Regions from separate parts of the Ovis aries genome. Here region 1 is linked to region 2. A link is a contact called in public Hi-C data. All regions are on one chromosome and are shown on one strand. Each heading gives the region's core, a stretch centred on a gene start, on an enhancer-like site or on the middle of the called end of the contact. The rest is flanking DNA. Distances are from core to core; before and after follow the strand shown. Region 1 overlaps LOC101107401 (glutathione S-transferase Mu 1). Region 2 has its middle 19 kb from the start of AMPD2.

The links. Hi-C and Micro-C count contacts between places; a contact is called where the count stands out from the background.
Region 1: a Hi-C map of tail adipose tissue shows a contact between it and region 2, with 5 times the contacts expected there. The contact joins two enhancer-like sites. A contact is called at or near these places in 8 of 16 Hi-C or Micro-C datasets (blood, hypothalamus, liver and 4 more).

Annotation. Positions count from the first base shown.
Region 1 is chr1:86,934,935-86,940,727 of ARS-UI_Ramb_v3.0, forward strand. It overlaps LOC101107401 (glutathione S-transferase Mu 1), which reads left to right. Exons shown (of 7, transcript XM_042251990.2): 7 at 1,375-1,913. The coding sequence ends at 1,464. Among named protein-coding and RNA genes, the nearest start is that of AMPD2, 84 kb to the left of the region's middle. Within about 2 kb of position 2,082, at least 11 of the 54 cell types and tissues checked have an H3K27ac peak or open chromatin away from gene starts, as enhancers often do.
Region 2 is chr1:86,870,581-86,875,773 of ARS-UI_Ramb_v3.0, forward strand. No RefSeq gene overlaps it. Among named protein-coding and RNA genes, the nearest start is that of AMPD2, 19 kb to the left of the region's middle. Within about 2 kb of position 2,106, at least 5 of the 54 cell types and tissues checked have an H3K27ac peak or open chromatin away from gene starts, as enhancers often do.

The DNA.
Region 1 (5,793 bases), core at 832-3,331, 64 kb after region 2:
ACCTTGCTTCTATCACCAGTCACATCCACAGCTGGGTATTGTTTTTGCTTTGGCTCCATCCCTTCATTCTTTCTGGAGTTATTTCTCCACTGATCTCCAGTAGCATATTGGGCACCTACTGACCTGGGAAGTTCCTCTTTCAGTATCCAATTATTTTGCCTTTTCATACTGTTCATGGGGTTCTGAAGGCAAGAATGCTGAAGTGGTTTGCCATTCCCTTCTCCAGTGGACCAGTCATCACATATACCTCAGAATTCCTGTGGTTCTCCAGCTGCACTGAGCCCCAGAGGCTGGGCACCAGGACTGGGTGACTTCTGCATCCCCTCTGGGCCTGATACAGTGACTCATACAGGGGGGAGAGTCAGATCAGTGAATGTAACTTAAAATGAATGTATGATCCTGTCTCTGAGACAGAATCATGAGTAACTGGAAGAAGTAAAGAGAGGGAAGGAAACTGCCCACTATAAAGACTTCAAGATACAATCCTCCCTGATGTATTGAGGGTTTGGCTCTAGATGCCCACAATACAGTGAAGCAAGTCACATAGCTTTTTTGGTTTCTCAGGGCATGTGAAAGTTGTTTGTAGTATACTGTAGCCTGTAAAATGTGCAATAGCATTATACCTAAATATATATATATATATGTTTATCTTAATTTAAATATCCTTTATTGCTGGGCATTACTTCTCTGGCAGTCCAGTGGTTAGGACTCCATGCTTTCACTGCCAGGGGCCTGGGTTTGATTCGTGCTCTGGAATCTAAGATCCCACATGCTGCACATCTCGGCCAAACAAACAAACAAACAGACCTGAAACTTTCTTGCCAAAAAATGCTGAGACCTTCATCTGAGTCTTAAAGGAGTTTGATTTTTTTGCCACAGTAACATCAAAGATCACTGATCATAGATCGACATAACAAAGATAATCATAATGAAAAAGTAGAAATATTGGGAAAATCACCAAAGATGACACAGAGACAGAAAGTGAGCAAGTGTGGTTGGAAAAATGGCATCAGTTGACTTGCTCAGTGATGGTTGACACGAGGCTTCAGGCTGTGAAATACGCAAAACGCGCAAATCACAGTAGTTTGACGTGGACTGGAATGAGGGATGGCTGTGTATTCTCATCTCTGGGTATATACAGCAGCTAACACGGCCTGTTCTCCATGTGTGGCAGGTCTTAGTAAGACACCATGTTAGTTACAGGAAACTGAAGAGGTAACTTATCAGAACTGGGGACCCTAGGAAGATTGTTTTTTGCTGATTGCTTCACTTCCACAAGGAAGGGTTGGACCAGGGTTCCAACTCAAATCCTGGAGTGGAACTGCGTGAGCCCCAGAGGGGCAGCAGACCTGACCTTCTTTCTCCCACCCTCAGGGCCTGAAGAAGATCTCTGCCTACATGAAGTCCAGCCGCTTCCTCCCACGCCCTGTGTATTCAAAGATGGCTGTGTGGGGCAACAAGTAGTGCTCTGGACGGCAGGAGATGGAGCGAGGAGCCAGTGCTGTGTGTGGAGAGCCGCTGAAGCTTCTTTCTCCCCAGAACCAGATGTTTTGCTTCCTCCTTCTTTCTTTCCATTGGTCACACTTAGGCCTTATTTGGCCCCAACTCTTTCCCAACCCCATTCATCCCAGATCTTTAAGCTCTACAGCACCCCTCTCTTCTTCAGTGAAGTCACCCCCTGACGTTATGCTTTCTGCTCTAAAGCCAACCAGATCATCCTTCCTTTCCATGTTGCTGGTTTTTTTTTTTTTTTCCCCTGCTATGAGTAGCCTGACCAGACCCTTGGCTTAGAGAGCTCAAGCCTGAGCCCCCAGCACTGCCCTGAAGACCAGGACAGGCCTAGTGTGCAGGCCTTGTTCTCCCAGCGTGGGCCCTGCCCAGCCCTGCCGATCACCAATAAAGCCTTAACCACACCTGCTATGTCTTACCTTTTTTCCTCCTGACCATCTGAACTGTCTAACTGGCCCTGCTGCTTCCTAGTAATGAAGTGGTGATGCTGGCAGTGTCTGGGTGCATGAGGATCCTGTCTGGTAGTAGGATGTTCTGAGACTTCCTGTTCCCATTTCTGAGGCCCTCAGAGCAGGAGTCCTCGGAGGGCTCCTTTTATTATAGAAGGGAGGCCTCTTCCTGAGCCTCCATCTCTCATCCATTCCCCCTCCTTATTAAGAGCTCAGGCGCCCTCTGTTGGCTGCTGCGCAGCTGTTATTCAGGACCTTCTTTCTGGGTTACTTCCTCATTTTCTTAGCTACCCACGAGGTAAATTTCTTCAGTCCTCGCATATCTGAAGATGTGTTGCTAGTGTACACTAAAGTAATGTTTTTGTTGGTTATACGATTCTGGTATAAGGACCTTCAGGCCTCTGATGCAATTAGACACAGCTAGAATTAAGCCTTGTTCGTGGGAAGGGTGATGCCAGTCTCTCTTGAATATCTGATGGATATATATATATTTTTTAACTTAAGGCACTTGCTTTTCAGTTCTTGCCAATGTGAGGTATCCAAGTCCAGAGTCTATATAGAGATCTTGGGGCTGTTGTGTTTTTACTTCACATCCTTCTATGAGTATACTAAGTTTCCTGGTCTCCTTTTTATCAGGCACCATTCATCACTGCTTTGCATCCTCTGGAAGTAATTTCAAATCACCCTGTCCAGTGGTCTGCTTAAGAGAGAGTTCTAGGACCTCAGGAGTTCACAGACCATGCTACCATAAATAGTTGTTTACATTGGGGTCTAGTATTCAGTCAAGACTCAGTTGGGAGAAAATGTTACAAATCACAAAGGACTTTTATCCAAAAATATTTAGCTAAAAATATAACCAATGAAAAGAAGAGGCCTAAGTGGCTTTTTGGCCACAATATGTGGCTTGTAGGATCTCAGTTTCCCAACCACAGGTTGAACCCAGGCCCTGGCATTGAAAGCTCAGAATCCTAAACACTAGGCCACCAGGGAACTCCAAGGCCCACGTCTTGACTGGGCATTACAAAAGAGAATATCCCAAAGGCCAGTCAGCATATGAAAAGGTGCCCAACAATATTGGATTTGGGGAAGTTATGAACACAGTTAATCCAATTATATACCCACACAGGCTAAAATTAAAAGGACCAACAATTATTCACAAATATGTGCGGTAACTGGAACCATCACTCACTGCTGGTGGAACAACCACTTTGGAATACCAACAGCACTTCCTGGAACTAAACATAACATCTACCCTATGCCCCTGGAATGCCATGCCTTGTTATATACTAATGAGGATGTGTGCTTATGTCTTAAACAGACATGTACCATAGTGTTCAAAGCGGCTTTATATGAAAAAGCCAAGAACTGGCAACTTTCCAATGTCTGGCAATGCAAGAATGGACAGATAAGCTGGGATATGTTATATAAGTCCATTATACAAATTCACTATTCATATGATGGATTATTATACAATATATAGACTTATGATGAAAATATTATGAAGGGCTACTGCTACACACAATAACATGAATGACTCTCAGAGACACAATGTGGACAAAAGGATGTAGACACCAAATGCACCTGCTACATCCTTCTATTTACATGATCATTAATAGGCAAAATAAGTCCAGAGTAACAGAGGTCAGCTGAATGGTGAGCTTGTCTTTGTTGAAGAGATTGTGCAGGGCTGGAAATGTTCTCTATCTTGACCCAGGTGGTGATTCCATAAAAATATACATATCTAAAAACCCACTGAGTTGTCCACTTAAGATGGTGCACCTTACTGCTTGTGATGGACATAGTCACGGTCTCACTGTTACATTGCTTATGTTTTTCTTTATCATCAGTCTTCCCTGTAGGATATAAATACCTTTCAGGCAGGCATTTCTGTCTCTTCTTGTTCCTGGTCTTACAGGTGTTTGTATACAACCAGAACAGCACCTGGAAGATACTGGGTGTTCAATGAAGAGTTATTAAGCTAGTGGTGTTTACTATTAGGGGGATCACTTCAAGTATTCACTTGACTTTTACTCATGCCTACTTCTTTGGGTACATGTAATTTGTGCGTACATACATTTTTAGGTTCTGCTCTTTTTTCTCTTAATGTTTCCCTTAAAAATCTATACCTATTAGCCATACACTTGTGCACATACTACTAAGTATTTACTGGATATGTCTCATTGCTTCCAGTAGATAAGGTGTAATTTGCCTAGTCAGTCACTCACTACTGGGCAATGTGGGGTTTTCTATTTTTTACTTTTCCTTACGATAGTGTCATCTTAAGCCGATGTTTTTCTCTGGTTTGTGGCCTTTATTTGGTAGATCCCCTAGCAGATACTAGAAGGCAAAATGTGAGAATGGTTTTAAGCTTTAATAGCAGACTATTTTATTGCTCTGTAGAGAGAGTAACTTACTTGATGGTGCCCCCAGCAAGGCACGTGGGCCTCTTTTTACTGTACCTTAGGCACTTGGGGTGTCACAATTTCATCATATGCTAATTTTATGGGCTCATTATCATACCCTGCTGTTTCCCACCTTTACATTTTTCTGATTGTTTATTGGCTGTGCATGTCTCCACTTGCTGAATAAATCCCAGCCTATAAATCTCCCTGTGTCCTATGCTCGCCCCATTACTCATTTAATTCTGGATCACAGTTAAAAGGTGGAGTGATGGTAGTCACAACCTTTATTTAATGGGCAAAGTGGAACTTATTGTGGTTCTATTCCAGCTTATTATCTAGAGCAAATGAACACCCACATTGAATATGATAATAAATATGTTTTTAAAGCAAAACATAAGAGCTAAAGTAATCCATTTTTACAGGACTTATGAATTAGAGGGGACTGGCTGAGATGCCTTATAAAAGAACTCTAAGTAGGTTTGGAGAGAAGAGGTCCTCTTTTCCACTGGTCAATCTCCTTGACATTGTCATTATTTTAAGGTCTTTAAAGGGCAAGTTATGTGTCAGTCTGCATGTTTTGCCAATTTGATGTATATGAGTGTCTCTAGAAGGCCTTGAGTGATGGGCCAACAGTGGTAATTGAGATACACTGTGGTCCTGTCCATCACCAATAATCTTGTGTGGCAGTCACTAGATGCTTACATATTCAACTTTCGATCACCCTACAAGGGTGATAAAAACAGGTCTCAGTCTAGACACTGAGTTTGCAGTGACTTGTTGCAAATTTCTGTATAATCTTCTCAGTCATGTGGGTTTTTATTATTATTATTATTATTTTGTTTTTCAAATTTATTTTCCTGTTTCTCAGTGCCAGGGACGTTTCCAGCTGTGATCCGAGAGGCAGGGCCAGCCAACCCAGCCCTTCACCTGTGGTGTAATGGGGTTGCTCCACCTCTGTTGCAGGGCCACCCCACTGGCCCAGGGGCTGGAAGCTGGCCTTTAGACTGTCGCAGGAGCTGTGGACCCCAGCGCCTGGCTGTGGGGAGCATGGCTGTCCAGGCTTCTCCTGAGCACGCCACTGCTTTTCAGACACGGGTGTCCTGGTGGCCGCCTGACCCAGCTCCCCCAGTCTAAGTGGGCACCTAAGCAGGGCTGTGCTGTGAGAGCTGCACCAAAGACCTCCCCCAAACTTGCCCCTTGGGGGACATGATTTAACAATCCATTCAGTTCTTCCCGGTGTAGGTTTGAAATTTTTCTTCTTAGCATTGTTTCTTATTTTCCATATTTTTCCCCTTGAACTTAGTTTCTTTTCTAAAATCCTGCAGCCCTAGTTTGTCTGCATTTCTTTATTCAAAGTAATATAAGTGGGCAATTTTCTTTTCTGATATCCCACTTGGCAGATTCTTGTCAATGTTTATTTTCATTTTCTTATT
Region 2 (5,193 bases), core at 856-3,355:
CCCTCCTATTTAGGGGCCAGGGTGGACTTCCAAAGGCCCAGGAATGTTGGAGATTTGAAAGAAAATCTTTGGGAGCGGCAAACTATGAAAAAGACAATGTCAAAATTGCTGAATGTTTAACAACGTGCCTTCAGAAACTAACATCAACTTTAATATTTAAGTTTGGTATCCATACACATGTCATTATATTTGAAAACAATTTGTAAGTTGGATTTTTGGCAAGAGTTCCAGACTGTGCAGGATGATTGAAGAGAAATCATAGCCAATAGTAAATTGAATGAGTTACTCAGAGGCAAGTCATTTCAAAAGGAAATTCATGAACATCCTTTCACATTTCAAGCAAAGAGGGTTCTATTTAATGAGGGATGTGTGTGCAATTTCAATGTTTGTTTCAATGTTCCATCTGGAAAGGACTGAAAGCACCCCACCCCTCCCTGAGCCTTTCAGCCGGCTCAGTCTATATGCTGTCAGGGAGGTCGTTAACTTGGTGACCCCTGGTTAAAATCACTGTTTCATGGTAGATGGCTCTTTCACTTTATTGGTGTGATCTTAGGAAAATTGTATGAACGTTGAGCTTCAGTTCTCTTACCTGTAAGAGAGATACAGGTAAGATACCAAGGTCTCCTGCACTGGTTATCGTGGACATTAAATAAAGCTCTTAGCTGGGTGATCAGCACACAGAAAAGCCAGAGTGTTCATGTGAAATTTATGAAACCTTAATGCTTCCTGTCTCTATTTTTCTACCGCCCCCCTCCTTCTCCCCAGCAGACCATGGAGTCCGATTCCTGCTGATGGTTTTTGCTCACTTCCCAGAGTCAGCAAAGACATTTGCTGGGCGAGAGGCATGTACTGGGGCAGAGATGGGGGAGGGGAGCAGAAGGGCGGGAGTACGTGCTGAGGGCCTTGGTGGGTGAACATCTTGGCAGAGGTCAAGATGGAGATGGTAGTGTGGTAGTCAAAAGGCTGCTGGAGGAAGTGACCCTGCAGGCCAGATCCTCGATCTGTCACAATGTCTGGAAATGACTGCAGCACGGAAACTGACTCGCTTTGACCCAGCTCACAGGAGGCCTGCAGCAGACCAGGCAAACTGCTCACCAACTTATAACAGGGAATCCAAATACCAGCAGAGGGTTTTCTCGAAAGTCCACCTGCAATGGCTTGGTGAATAGATGGAACCAGGGTTTTGAACAGCCTCCGTTGGCCCTGGGCCCCCTTCTCCTCTGCAGCCATATGCCCCCGGGCAGAGCCATGCTAGCCCATGGTGTGCCTTTGTGTAACTAGAAAAAGATGCTCCTCCTTTGAAGAGACAGGGCTCATGCTGGGGAACACAGCTTGGTGAGCAGACAGTAGGCTGGCTTTTGGTTCCTGATCACCCAGGAACTCTTGTCAGTGGATACCCTGTTGGATGGAGGTGGTAGACTGACACTGGCCCCTGGGCACCTGCAACCTGAGGGTGTGTGTACAGCCACATTGTCACTGATGCCACTGGCTCTTGCATCTGCCCTTGGAAAGTGTCACCCAGCCAGATCTGGGAGTTCCTGGCAGCATCCTACTTGAGCTTATAAGTTAAATGAAGCTGCAGTCCCCTCTGACCCATCCCTCTGACTTATAGCTGAACAAAGCTCAGTTTCCACAGCGCTGCCCAGGGGCCTCGGCGCTGCGGTGGGGGTACACAGACTCATGTCACGGTGCCCCTAGGGCAGTCTGCCTTGGGTGCTGGAGCCCCTGACGTGAAGAATCAGGTGGCTCTCTTCCTTCTCCTCTGCCACATGTCATTGCTGTGCAGCAGGGGCCTTGCTGGGCTGTTTGAACACTGGGTCACGCACAAACCCAGGGCTGATGTTCACCCACGTGTCACCTTGTGGGAGATAGGAAAATGTGTGCCCTTTGGGCAGTCGTAGCCCTGATAGCGTTTTGGGGTAGAGAAGAGTTTTTGCCCCCCTCCCCCCCACCGGCTCCCCTCGTCCTCATCGGCCCAGGCAACCGTACCAGGGCAAGTTCCTTGGTGAGCCGAGTGTAGACCGAATTTCAGCTTCCACTTGCCCCACTAACTGGTAGCCCTATGTGGTTTCAAACAGATCCACATGGTGGCAGTAGTGAGATCCTTGTGAGACGTGTAAGGGCTTCAGCTCCTGCCTCTGAGGCTGGGCTGGGGCACCCTCTCCAGGCACCCATACCACTGTCTCATGCAGCTGGCACCTATGGGGCCCCACCCCACTAGCCCAGTAGGCAGGCTGGCTCACATATGAATCTTCCCACTGAGATGTGGCTTAGGCTAAGGCAGGACTCTCCCAGAAGAGCTGCCCGGGGTGAGCTGGTGTGGACACTCTGGTCTCCCGTTCGAGGATCTGAATCCTTTGGCTCTGCTGCTGCAGACCCCCTCCCGCCCCTCTTCCCTCATCACCACAGTCTTCTTTCAGGTCTACGGGCCGCATGTATTCAGGCCGCCTGTCCTGCCAACAGTCAGCAGGTCCTGACTGGCTTTCCCGGCTGCCCAGGCTCCTCATCTGGAGCACCTCTTAGATTTAAGATGATTTCTACAGGAGTTCAGGCTTCCCCAGAGGCTCGCCTGCAATGCAGAAGACGTAGGAAAAGTGGGTTTGATCCTTGGGTCAGAAAGATCCCCTAAAGGAGGAAATGGCTACCCACTCCAGTATTCTTGCTTGGGAAATCCTTGGGACAAAGGAACCCGGTGGCCTACAGTCCATAGGGTCACAAAGAGGCAGACATGACTGATCAGCTGAGCACTGCAGGAGTTCATTTCACCTCCTCTGAGTGGATTTTCCTGTAGCCTTCAGAGCTTGAGGAAGGCCTATGTTCCTGACGCGCTCCGGCTGTACCCTGGTCCTAGTCAAAGAGACAAGGCTCTTGCTAAGAGTGCTGGCAGAGGCGGGTGTGGGCTGTGGTGGTCAGCAAGGAGGAAGCTCTGGGCTCCAAGGAGGAGGTGGGCTTTGACTGGGCCCTGCAAGGATGGGGAAAACCTGTATAGAGGAGGGAGAGGGAGGAAGGCATCCTAGGGCTGGCTGGGGGGCATCTCCCCTTCATCCTCTGGTGTGGGGTCAGTGTCCTGAAGGCCACATGGGCAGTGCCTCCCTGGGGTGGAGCCTGGAGGGGTCTCCTTGGCTCTTGGAGACAGGGACTGAGTCAGCTGGAATGGGAGATTTATTCTCAATGGGTGCTTCCCATGGGTGCTCAGCATATAGCTCTGGCAGGGAGTTTGGGGTCCTGAATTCAGTGGTCCAGGATAATGATAACAATGGCTAACACTTACTGAACACTTTCCACATGTCACTGTTTCAGGGATTTTACATGTATGATTTCATTTATCTTCAAATTGGCCCTGTGAAGTAGGCATTATTGTTTTTTTCTTAAGGCATTATTGTTATTGCCATTTACAGAGGGAAAAAGCACAGAGTAGTTAAGTAACTTTCCCAAGGTCACACAGCTAGGAAGTGGTGGACCTAGGATGCCAACCCAGGATATCTGGCTCTATCTGTTGGGTCCCACTATCTTCTTCCTTTGGCTTCTGTGGATGAGGTGGCCGAGGAGCCCATTGTGGCTAAGGTGGGGGCAGGTCCCTTAGACTGTAAGAGAAGGGTGCCCATGGCGGGCCCCAGGATGAATTTTCAGCGTAAGATGTGGTTGCAGCCCTGGAGCTGAGCAACAAACTCTACCCACTGGGATGGCAACTGGGGGTTGCCCTGTCTCTGAAACCCAAAGTTAGAGTCAACTCTTTGTCCTCATTTTCTGTCATATACCTACCAAGCCAAAGCTCCATCCCCTGGACTCCCTGTGAATGTCCCACCTATATACTTCTTCTGGCCCCTAAGTCTTTGATTTCCTTACTGCCTCCTGCCTCCTGGGGAGAATTTTTTTTTTCTCCTAGGAACTACTTACCATTTGTATGGCTATGACAGATACAGTTCTAAGTGCAACCCTTATCCAAAACCTGGAGAAAACAAAATGCCTTCTACTTGCTCCTGTGAGTCAAAGAAAAACCACTGTTATTACTTGAAAACTGGGGGTCAGGAAAGGATGGCTTTTTCAATAAGCGGATATGCATAAAGAAACAAGGCCAACGCCACCCTCACGCTATGTATAGAAGTCAGTTCTGCATGTCTTGAAGATCTGCTTTTATACGAAAATATAGAGGAATATCTTGATGACTCTGGAGTGCAAAGATGTCTCAAACAGGAGACTAAAAGTGCTAATCATGAAGGACAAAATGATAAATGAAATTTATATTAAGAAATTCTATTTATCAAAAGCCACAGGATGAGAACATAAAATAAAGGGCTTGCATCTAGAATAAAGAACTCCCAAAAAGTAGTGATGGAAAGGTAACAATAGAAAATAAACAGAGGTCGTAGGCATTTCACAGAAGAGAACGTCTAATGACCAATAAACACATGCGGTGCTCATCTTCATTTGCCATCAGGGAGTCTGAACTAGGACCTCAGATTGCTACCACTGCACACCTGCCAAACTGGCCCCAAAGGAAAAAGCCTGGTGGCGCACCAAGGGTTGATGAGGGTGTGGAGCTGCTGGAACTGTCCCGTTTTATTGGCGGGAGTGTCAGTGGGTGTGGATACAGGAAGCTGTCTGGTGGTATCTGGCAAAGCAGGACAGGCACGCCCTGTGACCGGGAACCCCACTCCTTGGTAGGCTGTCATAGCAGCACCATCCAGGTAGCTCAGCAAGCAGTCCCCTCACTGCCGGTCAACTGCAGAATAAAGAAATGGAGGCGGCTGAGCTACACAAAGGGATGCCAGACAGTGGGGGAAACGAGCAGACCACAGCCACACACAGACACACAGGAACATCGCACGGGCAGTGCTGCGGAAGAAACCGGACACCTGTGCTGAGGGACTCCAGGTACCCAGACCTCAAACCGGGCCAAACCACGGCGTGGTATTAAGAGTCAGGCCAGCGGTAACCCCTGAGGGGTAGTACAGACTTTTAGGGCTGTTTGGGGGTATAAGTGATGTCCTATTTTTAACTCCATGCTGTTATCCAGAGTCCAGATTTTGTGAAACTACATCGAACTGTATACTTGTAACTTGTGTACTTTTCCTATACATATTTAGTACATATAGGAAATAAGAATAAGTTAAAAACCAGAGTCATGGGGAAGGGTGGGACTAACCCACAGACTTGCCCTGGGAAACCCTGGGGTCCGAGTCAGGGCGTTCT